3 separate regions of the Gossypium hirsutum genome follow, and regions 2 and 3 are each linked to region 1. The links are chromatin contacts, called in public Hi-C maps. All regions are on one chromosome and are shown on one strand. Each heading gives the region's core, a stretch centred on a gene start, on an enhancer-like site or on the middle of the called end of the contact. The rest is flanking DNA. Distances are from core to core; before and after follow the strand shown.

Region 1 (4,229 bases), core at 906-3,405:
AATGGATTGAGCCTCAGATAAGATTTTTTTGAGTTTGGGTTGGCTCCAATTTTCATTAAAAAAATCCTTATTCTTTCATGTTTTGTTGTTTTCCCACTTTTTGACACAATTTTGCTACCATTTTATTATTATATTATTACTATTTTGTTGTTAATGTTTGGATATTGTATAACACTTGTTTTATTGTTAATTTTGCTACTATTTTAGAGGTATTTGCTTGTTAAGTTGTACTTATCTTATTGTTATTTAAGTACAAATATTTTTTTAATTTATTTTTAATTTGTTAGAAAATTTTTATTTTAATATTTTTAGTATATTTGATATATCATATTTTTTAATTTTTTTATATAAAAACAAAAATTAAAAAATTAATACAAGCAGGCTAGACTTAAACAAATATTTAAACTTATTTTTCAAACTGAGCTAAAGCCAAACTTATCAATCGGACCTAAAATTTTATTACAACTTAACTCAACCTTAAAAAATATGGTATGATGTAAATGTGAATTGAATGAGTTAACTAAAATTTTATAAATAAATCTTGATTCCAATTGAATCAAATTAAAATTAGAGTGGATGGCTCCACTCACATAGCATTACACTAATTCAATTCCAGTAGAGATAGATTTTGTTTTAGAGTATAAATCTCACCATACTCTTAACATTACGCAAATTCACACATTTACCAAGGATAATGACGAATATCCATGTTGGTCTACTTTTGATGCCAGCCGCTGTAGACCATTAACCCCTTTGTTTTTATACACATCTTTCTATATTTGATATCAATTTTTTTTTAAAAAAATTTGATTTTTATTTATAAATTTTGAAGTCAAAATTTTATTTAAAAATATCTAATCTTTGTTCATGAGGTTTAGACACTACACACCTAATCTGGTCAATATAAAATTTAAGATTTATTTTTTAGGTTTAGATTCAGTTTGGTACGAAAAATAAACTTAAAATTATGTTTAAGTTTTATTCAAATTAAAAATACTAAATCTGAATCTAATCTGTCTAGCCCGTATTTATTTTTTAAAATTATTTTTATATAAAAATAAACTTAAAAATATAACACATTAAATACATTAAAATAAATATTTCCTAACAAATTAAAAATACATTAGAAAAGCCTTTATACTTAAAAAACACTAAGATAGTTGTAACTTAGCAAAGTTGCAAATTTAATAATAAAACATGAGTTATACAATATCTAAACAATAATAATAATATAATAGCAATATAATAATAAAATGAAAGCAAAACAATAATGAAACAACCACAAAACAACTAATTCTGACTGGCTCGATCCTGAACAAAAATAATTTTACCTGAAACTTAACTTGTTTAGAGAATTAGTCTTATTTTTTTGTCCAACCCTATTTTTCAAGTTTATATTTTATCTAAATTCTCTTACTTTTCAAATAAGCCCTCGAACTTGGACAAGTGACTCAGACAATGATTAGATTAAAGACACTATTAGCAAAAGCTAAGGCACTAGACCTTAAAAGGTTTGAATCTTATTCTTTCTTTGTTGTATTGTATATTGGTTAAGTTTTATATTACGATTGATCATAAATATATATATATATATATATTTGTATATGTATTATAGTTGTGGGACTTTAAAAAAAAAATTGTAACTCCAACACAATAAATTTGGGTATAAGCTTATTATTCATGTGGCGACAAATTTACGATAAAAGTATTATGAAGATTCTTATATTAGAAATCAAATTATATTTTATATTTTTATTAAAATTTAGATAAATTAATTCTTATACGTTAAATTAAAGAACAATTCAATTTTTTCTATTAAATATTCATCAATTTTTTAATATACAAAATAATCAATTTATTTTTTAATCTAATATATATGATTAATTTACATTTTTTTAAATATAATCAATATCATACAATTAAAATATAAATACAAATATGAGTAACTATAAATATTAAACTATTTCAAATGGACAGTCTAAGCAACTATTCGATTACAAACGGCCTAGTGATTACAATCCAAAATAAAATTTACAAACTGAAGGAGCTAACTGGATAAAAAAGTAATCCTTGGATGCAAAGATTTAAAAATTTCTTGCAAGCGACACGTGGCGACGCGTATAATCTCTTTATTTCTCTCTCTTCCGACGGCGTTTACTAGCCAGCCACTCTGTCTACCATTATCACGTTTTTTTTCTCTCTCTTTAGGTCAGCCGCTTTTCGCTCCCAATTTTTCTCACCTAAATTTTCCCAGGAAAGTTACGGAGAAAAAGAACAAAAGCGTTTCTCTTTCTTAAATTGATATTTTCGGAAACCCTATGCTGCTTTAGCTTTTTTTTTGAATTTTGATGGATTCTGTTCCACATGCATCACTTACCTCGATTCTTTAGCAATAGAGTCGCCATGGACTCGAAAAGGAGCAGAAGAAAACCTAGACTCGAGCGACGCAATGCAGCGAAGGACATCGATTACGATGCGGGCTCGTTTTGTTCGTCTCTCGATGATTCTTCTTCTTCTTCTTCTCCTCTAGTCACACGATCGCTCGATTTGTATCAAACAAGCTTTCGTCTCGAAGGAACCGACGGAGAGCTCGATCGAATTTGTCGGAGCTTGGGCCTTAATGGTCCTGAAGATTTTTCAATCCCGACCGCCGCCTGGGAGGCCCGTAAGATCAGATCGTCGTCGGATCTTCTGCCTCGGTCCAGATTAAACCGGTTGGATAGTCCTAAAGAAGAGACAGCTCTAGTAAAAGGCGGCGCCGGCGCTGAAGTAACAGTAGATGAATTGGCTGAGAGGGTTTTGGCTACTGAGTTGACTCGGAAGGACTCGTCCGAGTCGAAAAGGGAATGCTGCTTTTCTGATAAAATTGCGGTGGATAATACTACGACAACCGAATTGAAGTCAAGCACGTCTTGCGTTTCGAATGTTGTTGTTGGAGGAGGGAATAGTGGAATTAAAGGGGATAAGCCACCGTTTTTAAAGCCACCTCCGGGAATGAAGCTAAAAGCGATCGATAACGGCTGCTCCACCTGGGATCTGTTTAGGGATTTCGGCCCCGATGACGATAGAGGGTGTGCGATTCCGGTTAACTCACATTCGTCTTCCGATGACGAAGAATATAAAAGAGAGGACGGTGGGTTTAATGAGGGAAATACTAAGGAGGAAAATTTAATGAGAATAGGAGACAATGCGGTGCTTTCAGAGTCTTGTTCTTTCACAACTTCGAATGATGATGATTCTTCGAGTACTACAACAGAGCCTATGTCAAATATTTCTCCTAACGGTAGGTTCAAAAGGACAATTACTTATTGGGAGAAAGGTGAGCTTCTGGGAAGTGGATCATTTGGATCGGTTTACGAAGGGATTTCTGAGTAAGTGATTTGATACTCTGCCTATAATATAACATCCATTTTCATTTAGTAGCTTTTGTTGCAAGTTATTTTATCTTTGGGCACCTTATTTTATCTTTTGTTTCAAGCATCTGGGGTTAGGAAGTGTTCTTGGTCTTAGTTAAGCATTTAAGAAAGCGCCTCTGTATGGCTCCTTTCTTCTTTAGAGAGCACCTTCTTACATGTTTGGCTTGATGGATTAAGGATAGTAGCATCTTAGGATTGCTAGATTTCATTTATATGGTGAATTCCAAATGTGACTACTTTTTGGACATCTCATGTTTCTGCGTCTTGAACATGAAGGTTTGATGTATTTTAGCCTGCACTATCATCTGTCTTTAAGTGTTACTTTGTTTTTGTTTTTTATTTTTGCTGCTTGAAGTTTTGCATGATTGGACCTACATTTTTTGTGGGCAATTTGTGAATGGTAGTAAGTCCTGTTTTAGAAATAGATTTTGATTGTCGATTCAAGTATATGTTTTTGGTGGTATTATTTGGTTAGGAACTTGTTCCTTGGAGATATCTTGTTCTGTATATAGATTTCAAGATGACGAATTTATTGTTTACTGTTTTTGAAGACATGAGAAACATAATTAAGGGAGGCAACACTGCACTAGGATCTTTGAGATTTGGAACTAATTGTAGAGATTTTGGATTGTTATAGGCTTTAAGCTATATGATGACATTTACTTGGGAGTTACAGAAAAAATCACTGATCATAATTTTTTTCATAATAGTGTACAAAAGCATATTTTATCCTAACCAGCAATTAATTGGTTTTCCACTTGTTCAGTAGATCATGCATTTCTTTAGGGAAGAGATATTTTTCTTTCAGTGCTA
Region 2 (4,229 bases), core at 1,121-3,620, 190 kb before region 1:
ATGAAGAGCCATTATAAGTTGAAGCTATTATATTCTTACAAGGGCCGAGGCATATCAAATGGATTTTATTTTCTTTTTGGGGTGTGGGGAGACAACTCAAACAATAACTTAGCACACAATTCTAACAGTTCAAGCCTGAAAGTCACACAGTTGTTCCTGTTAATTTGTACATAAATAACCCTAACAAACTAGATTTATGAACTTTGAGAAGAAAAACACCCTGTAAAAAAATCAACAGTTTGTAAATTGTATAACTTTGAATTTCATATATATCACGGTTGAGCTAGCAACAGTAAAGTATTCAAACAAATAGAGCTCTCCTAAATGTAGTTAGCATAAGGGAAACCGGAAACTATGAAATTCATATGCTTTACCATCACTACAACAGTCAAAATATAAATCCTATCCTTACATGTCTTCCAAAAATCTCCTTTTTTCTGAAATAATTAGACTCATCCGACCAAAAGGAGAAAAGAACAAAAGGAATGAAACATCACATTGCCATGACTAACAAGTACAAAAGTACAAAGGATGAGATCTATTTACATTTATTCGTATATAAACCCAATGCATATGTGTTTACATTGACATATTACCAATTCTAATAAACTCAAAAGTTTTTAGGAACGGAAAAGAAAACAAAGAAAATTTTAGAAGATCCATAAAGTCAGATAGTTCACAGTTCATAATAGTATATGATAAATCAGTCCATCTCAAAAAATCTAATAGATAGGTTTACCCTTGGTTCAACATCAATAAGTTATGTTGTTTGGATATACAAATTCACAGGCTGACAGGATTTGGTTTCTGCCAAATAAGCTCAAGCTTTCTCCCCAGAATGCAAGTAATGTGCCTTTTCTTTCAGGTCTTTGTTAAATGTAAATCTGAGCATGTGTGGTTCTGTCTGCATGGGATCGAAGGTTGGGCTGTGTGAATCACAAGCATATTTGACAGGCAAACAGTAATACATTACTTGATGTTTACCAACAGCAATGCTGCTTGTAAGTTAACCCCAGTAGTATCTAAGTGATTAATACTTTTTCTAGACTAGTTAAGTAATTTACCTCAAGCCTATCCACCAAACAAATTGCAAGAAACCTTAACTCGTGGAAAAGAACCTTTGAACTACAATCAAAACATCAAACTAATAAGTAATTTAAACAAGAAAATTTTCAAACCTTGGCTGCCACAAGACCACTAATATGAGCCATATCACACATCAAAACAGCTCCACATCTATCTGCAATTTGCCTAAACCTTGCATAATCCCACTCCCTAGGATACGAACTCCCACCACAAATTAGAATCTTGGGCCGATAATCAAGCGCCTTTTCCTCAAGCTTATTATAATCAATAAACCCTGTTTGAGGATTCACCTTGTAAGGAAAACTCTCAAAGAATATCGACGCAGCAGAGACTTTCTTCCCACCCGGCATATACCATCCATGGCTCATATGCCCTCCAGAGGGCGAATCCAATCCCATCATCCGATCACCAGGTAATAAAAGTCCCGTATAAACGGCGAAATTTGCAGAAGTACACGAATAAGGCTGCACATTGACTCCCCATTTGTCGGAATCAAGATTAAAAGCTGCCATTGCACGATCTTGACATAGGCTTTCGATTTGATCAATAAAATGATTGCCCGTGTAGTACCTCGCTCCAGGCATTCCTTCGGAGTATTTGTTTGTTAAATGGCTTCCCAAAGCTTCCATCACAGCTCGGCACACAAAGTTTTCAGAAGCAATAAGCTCAATTCCTAAGAATTGCCTCTGCTTTTCCTTGTTCATGATCTCACTCAATTCAGGATCGGCCTCTTGTAGCCGTTGGTTTCCCCACGACCTGACCGCGGCTCGTCTTTGGTCCAGACCGGGGTCGGGAGCAAACCGTTTACAAGGATTTGGAAGAGGTTTAGGATCCCTTTGTCTTTTCACACACATAGACTGCCCCCAAATCCTAATTTCTTCATCACTTTCGATGCGATTTTCACGGTGGCCGTCGTCTTTTTCCTCGAACAACTGTAACGGAACGGGTGAGACGGAGAAGCGAAAGGTGGTGTCCATTTGAAGCGAAATCGGATCATCCGCAATGGAGGATTTAGTAAAACCCAGGGACAAACCCGATTTAGTATGAAATAAATCCATTGAAACCCTAAAAGGGAAATTTTTGAAGTGTTTGGGGGAACTTTTCCCGAGGAGTTGAAATTCCTAATAACGGAAATAACGATGCTTCGCACAAACAGAGCTTCCCATAGAATATGTATAAATAAATTTTGCGTGTGTGTTTACAAATGAGTCCCTGAAACTGAAACCTTAGAAAAGGCAAGGAGGGGAGGTGGGTTACCGGAAGACAGGTGGTTGACGAAGATGTGGTTGAATGAAGGTAGATGAGATTTTGAAGAATGGAACGTTTTGTTGACCGGGGATAGCAAGTAGGGCATACCGGCTTGTTCCGGTAAGATTGCACGTGGACAAAATGGAAGATAGGTGGCGTACGAAGAATGGTTCACTTGGTTTGTAAACTCATGCAGATTGAATGACGGCTAGGTTCATTCTTTTTAAACAATCAGATAAAAAATTGATGTAATAATTCTGGTGATGGAAGGCTGCCATTGTTACCAAATAATTTTAGTTTTTAGAAAATCATGATAAAATTGTATTTTCTATCTTTCAAAATATTTTTTCATTTTTCTCTCCCTTAATCAATTTTACTTTTTTGTCTTTAAATATTAATACATTTTATATTTATTCAGTACAACTTGAACTAATAACTTAAAATTTTATTCAAATCAATTTACATTTATAAATGATTGGCGTATGCTAATTTGAGGCCTACTTATATTGTTTTTAAAATATTTATATTAACTTTAATTTAAATTTTAATAATTTTATATATTTTTCATTTATTAAAATTTTATATATAAGTAACTTAACATTTTTTAATGTTTACATCATGGTAACATATACTACTATAGGTTTAATTTTTTGTGTTATAAATTACAAGTGGCGGAGCCAATATATTAATCTTGGGGAAGGGGCAAGCTACAATTAGAAGTGTTATGTAATAGTCAATTTAAACATATAAAAAATTAATTCAAAAGTAATATTCCAACATGACAATCGATTTAAACATATAAAAATATATTCAAAAGAAGTAGTATTCCAACAATTAAGACGAAATAGCTATCATTTGACTTGGTTAACCAATTTTTATTATGTTTTCACAGGAATGCTCATTACTTCACAAGCTATCATTTGACATAAATTACATTTACTAATATTTTTATATTTATTTGTTTGAATTATAATAATTAATAGATATTATTTTAAATTAATAATCATTTAATTACTATTATAATTCTATTAAATAAAAAAAAACCATTATAAATAACATTCAATATTGTAACATTTTCAAATAGTAGCGTCCAAAAAATATGAATATTATTTAAAAGTTGAAAACAAGGGTTTTATAATTAGAGTAATAGACTAATTTTGGACAGAATCAATTTTAACTGCTGGTTGAACATATTTACAAATTACAAGACTGTAGAAAAAGAAGAGAGAAAAGAACAATTGATTTGAGCAAAAGAAACTAAAAAATTGAATAGATCTCAACTTCTTTCTTTTCGTATTAAAATAAATATCAATAAACAAAGAATTTATTTTTTAGTTTTGAATTTTAGTGTGTTGGGAATTATTTTTGGGGACTACCATGGAAAAGAAATTTATTTTCTGTCTAAGGGACAATTTGGGATGATTATAAGAAACTCTAATTTCATAATCCATTTGAGTTTTCTTTAAATTTTATTTTAAAAAAACATATAATTTCGTCAATTTGAGTTTCCTTCTGATAATTATATTTTTTTTCCTTCCTAAAAGATTGAAGTTGCTTTCTATTTTTTTTTTTATGAGTTCATCTTTTTCACCATTTTCTTTGCTTTTATTATTATTATTTATTTAAAATCTTTCTTAAGCGTGAGAATTTTTTGTCAGAAGCTACTTCTTGGCAAATGTTTTTCTTCTCTGATAAACTGAACATCTCTCAAATCTGAAATCTCTGGTTGATGAAGTCATGACGATAACCTAAAACAATATTTTTTTTGTTTGGATACATATGTTTTGTGCTAGTTTTAAGTTTTTAACACTAGGCTTTTATTATTTTAACAGTGGGCTTTTATTTTATTTTTGTTTCGATTTGGCCTAGGCAAATTTAGCTTAAATATTTCAAAA
Region 3 (4,229 bases), core at 682-3,181, 150 kb before region 1:
GAATATTGTGTTATTTGGCTGGGACTTTTTTTTTTTTCAATTGTTTGAATGTGGTTTTCTTCTTCTATCAAAACTTCTTTATTTTTTACCATTTAGAAGGGAAAACTAAAAAAGGAAGCAAAAAGGAATATAAAATATGAGAAAGTTTATACTTTATTTTTCTTCTTCCTAACAAATTGAAAATATATTAAAAAATATCTTTATACTTAAATAACAATAAAATAGTTACAACGCAGTAATTAAATACCTCTAAAATAGTAGCAAAATTAACAATAAAATAAGAGTTATACAATATCCAGACAATAACAACAAAATAGTAGCAATATAATAGCAAAATGGCAGCAAAACAGTAACAAAAAAGAAAGTTAAGACTGATTTGGGCAGGGTCGAGCCTAGGAAAAAAAATCCTACCTGAGTCTCGACCCATTTAGAAAATGAACCTTATCATTTTGTCCAAACCTATTTTTCAGATCTATATTTTGACTCAAACCCTTCCACTTTTCAAGCGGGCTTTCGGGCTTGGACGGGTGACCCGACCCATTCAGATCTAGCAATAGCCAAGTTAGATAAAACAAATCACAAAAAGAGAAATCTATAGATTTGATTTTTTTATTTTTGGTCATGGAAATTTGGGGATGTGAAAGAGAATTTTTTTTTAAATTATGGTTAAAATTTATTTTTTAAAGTAAGATTAAACCTCATTTATATTAAAAGATTGAGGACTAAAACAATAAGTTTTTATTTTACTTATATTATGTGGAAAATCAAAATTTTAGAAATAATTTATCATTAGAGTTTTTAAAGAGAGTGACAAAAATGAACAAACTATGTAATGTGGGTGCCTAAATTGTAAACTTTTTTTTTCGGTGCCTAAAATGAGAATTTTTTATAGTTCGGTGACTATCTGTGTAGTTTACCCTTTGATAAATACTAATTTGCTAGCATGATCTAAATTAGTACTTAGGTAAACTACATCCAAGATAACTAAACTATTACTAAGTTTACACTTTAGTTACTCAACTTAAAAAATATTCAAATTAGTTACTAAATTATACGAAGATTACAAGTTGGTCACCTGTTAAGTTCCTAGATGTGGGGATGGGTAAGTTTACAATTTGGTCACTCAACTATTAGTAAGTTTAGAAATTGGTAACTCAACTATTAGTATGTTTACAATTTGGTCACTAAATAACACTCAGAATGACTTGTAAATTTGCTAATAGTCAAGTGACCAAATTATAATTTTACTAATATTTAATTGACCAAATTGTAAACTTACTAATACAAGAGTGACCAAAGTGTAAACTGACTCATCCCCACATCTAACATTGGTTAGGAACATAATGGGATAGTGACCAACTTATAATTTTCAAATGGTTCAATGATCAATTGTATCTTTTTAAAATTAAATAATCAAAGTATAAATTTATTAATAATTTAGTGATATTGAGTGTAGTTTAGGTTTAATACATTTATTTTTAGATGAAATAAAAGTTTTCATAAATATACACATCAACAAAATGGAGTTATAAGTAGAATTGTCCATGGATCGGGTCAAGTTAGGGTTAGGCCTTAACAAAATTTTAGGCTTGATTGATAGGCTCAGGCCAGCCCGAAAAATAGCCTAAAATTTTATCCAAGCCTAGCTTGGATAAAAAATGCTAAAACTTGAGCCCAACCATATTAATTTTTTTTTTATATATAAAAAATTAAAAAATATAATACACCAAATACTAAAAATATTAAAATAAATGTTTCCTTATAAATTAAAAACAAATTAAGAAAATATTTATAATTAAATAACACTAAAATAATATAATAGTGAAATGTTAGCATAATAATAGTAAAAAATGAGAAAAAAAAAAGAAAAAGAAAAAACAGTAACAAAACAATAAGATTTTTTTATTACAAATTCAGGCAGAATTGGGCTGAACCTCAGCAAAAAAAACTTTACCAAAGCTCAACTCATTTTTTAAACAGATCTTATATTTTACTCAAACTCTTTCTCGGATTTCCCGATCGGGCTGGTGGCCTACAACTCGATAAGAGTGGAAAATAATGTTCAGAATATTAGCTGTACAGTTTTCTCTCTTTCCTTTTTGTTCCTCGTCAATTATTAGTCAATTAATTAGATCGGAGAACAATCAATCAAATGGAGTTAGGGGAACTGTGGGCGATCTTCGGTCCCGGCGTCGCTGGCGCAGTGTTCGGTGCTGGCTGGTGGTTTTGGATCGACGCCGTCGTATGCAGCTCCGTCAATGTCTCTTTCATCCACTATTTACCTGGTACATCGTGTTTCACCTTTTTTTCTTCCATTAATTTATCAGCTTCCTTTCTAATTTCTTATTATCAATGTTTATATGGCTCATCATTATTATTATTTATTTATTTAGGAATATTTGCTTCTATCGCGGCTTTGATGTTCAATTGCGTTAGGAAAGAGGATATTGATTACTCTCCTTATGATGAAGGCGAGTGGAGGTTAGCTATTTCTTTTCCTTACCTATTTTAATTGAAGCTTTTTTCCCCGAGAAGTTGCCTTCCATATGCTCTACAGAGTTTGATTATACATTCTATTACTGAATTTTGCTAAAATTATAATAATTTTGCCAGTGTTTTGAAAGTTAAGTACTTAGTTAGGGTTTTACTATTTGCTCTGAGTTGTGATACTTTCTGGTGAAATTGAGTTGCTTTTGTTCATATGGCTACTTGAAACGAGGTTTATTGATTTTGTAATGATTACTTTTGAACTCCGAATTCCATAAGCATATTTCTTCGGATTCAATCATAAGCCTGACAATAATCGTTTCTTTATGAATTGAAAATTTTCAGTAGTATATGTAAAGAAGTTTGCACCATGTATTGATGCAATTATCCGAGGGTGAGGGTGAGGGTGTTATATCGGCTAACAATATGCGTTATGCATGGTTTGTCCTGTTCATCCTTGTGTTTAGTGGTACTTAATAAGCTGATCTATTCATCGGCACTTGTAGAGATTAGAATTCTGGATTTGGTACTAGGGCTTTATTTGAATTAAAGCAATTGGGAATTGCTAATGGTGTTTATGCTTTTGATGCACATTCTATCTTGTTTTGTTTTCTTGCCATGCGCCTTGGTGTTCATGTAATTGTGTTTATTGCTTATATTAAGATTGTTTATGTGGCACATTTCTAGATGTCCCAACGAATCTGCTGACCATCCTAGTAAATGTTCTGCTATATATTCTAACTCTAGATTCCTTTTATGAGAATTGCTATAAGATTGCTTGTTTTGGGCTAATGGATGCTAATCCGTGATTACAACAGGTTGAAGCTCTGGCTCTTCTTTGCTTATGTTGTATCCTTTGTCTCACTAGCTGCTTCAGTTGGCCTCTTGATACAAGACTCACTAGTGAAATCTGGTCCTTCAGTGTGGACTGGTACTGCAGGCATCTTACAGTGTGTGTTTGTCTTAATCAGGTAAATGTTTTCCGTATTTGGAATTGCAGCTATCATCCATATCATGTTAGGTTAATTTCTGTAATTATTTCAATCGGAAAATGAATATCAATCTTGTGTGTTGTACCTATATGAGAATGAGACAGAAATAGTCAATCCATACATATACTGCCTTAGTCATCCTAGAAGAAATCCTCTGATTTCATTGAATCTCTGACTGCAGTGGGCTGATATATTGGACTTGTCACTCAGAATAACACATATATATCCAACCTAATCCGGTGTTTACAGTTTGGAGCCTGGAACAGGCAACGTAGAATGTATCCTTTGTAATTAATCAATGGTTTAAGATGGTTAGAAAATTGTTTCACTTTCATAAATATTGTATTCTACTGTCATGAGTTTGATTATGAAAGAAGGATTGATCCTCTTCACTTTTGGATATTTGTGTGATGATGCTTTTTCAAGTCTAATTTTCAACCACCTGCTTTTGTGAATACACTCGGCTTGGTTTTCGATCAGTTTGGATAGGATAGAGTTTTGTAGTTCACATTTTTAAAGGTGAAATGCTCAACTCAGATTGCTCGATGCCCACAAGTGCAAATTATTTTTCTAAGTTATTGTAATTCTTCTATCCAAACATACAACTTCCATGTAATTTGTAATTTGTACTTAGTTAATAATTTGGGTATCTATTTTAGCATAATAACTTATTTGATCTTTTAACTTAAAAAAAGTCATACCCGCCATTTGAGCTATTGCCTTTTTTAACCTTTAAATTTGTATTATTTA

Evidence for each region. Hi-C and Micro-C count contacts between places; a contact is called where the count stands out from the background.
Region 2: a contact with region 1 is called in a Hi-C map of leaf, with 2.4 times the contacts expected there. The contact joins the promoter of LOC107951434 here to the promoter of LOC107951438 in region 1. A contact is called at or near these places in 12 of 34 Hi-C or Micro-C datasets (anther, callus, hypocotyl and 2 more).
Region 3: a contact with region 1 is called in a Hi-C map of leaf, with 5 times the contacts expected there. The contact joins the promoter of LOC107951435 here to the promoter of LOC107951438 in region 1. A contact is called at or near these places in 18 of 34 Hi-C or Micro-C datasets (anther, callus, hypocotyl and 3 more).

What each region holds. Positions count from the first base shown.
Region 1 is chrA02:15,268,549-15,272,777 of Gossypium_hirsutum_v2.1, reverse strand. LOC107951438 (mitogen-activated protein kinase kinase kinase 1) reads left to right here and starts at 2,155. Exons shown (of 9, transcript XM_041085349.1): 1 at 2,155-3,371. The coding sequence starts at 2,365.
Region 2 is chrA02:15,462,506-15,466,734 of Gossypium_hirsutum_v2.1, reverse strand. LOC107951434 (serine hydroxymethyltransferase 7) reads right to left here and starts at 2,370. Exons shown (of 5, transcript XR_005907764.1): 1 at 1,179-2,370.
Region 3 is chrA02:15,417,280-15,421,508 of Gossypium_hirsutum_v2.1, reverse strand. LOC107951435 (transmembrane protein 50 homolog) reads left to right here and starts at 1,931. Exons shown (of 4, transcript XM_016886501.2): 1 at 1,931-2,285; 2 at 2,394-2,481; 3 at 3,306-3,458; 4 at 3,661-3,871. The coding sequence starts at 2,153. The coding sequence ends at 3,694.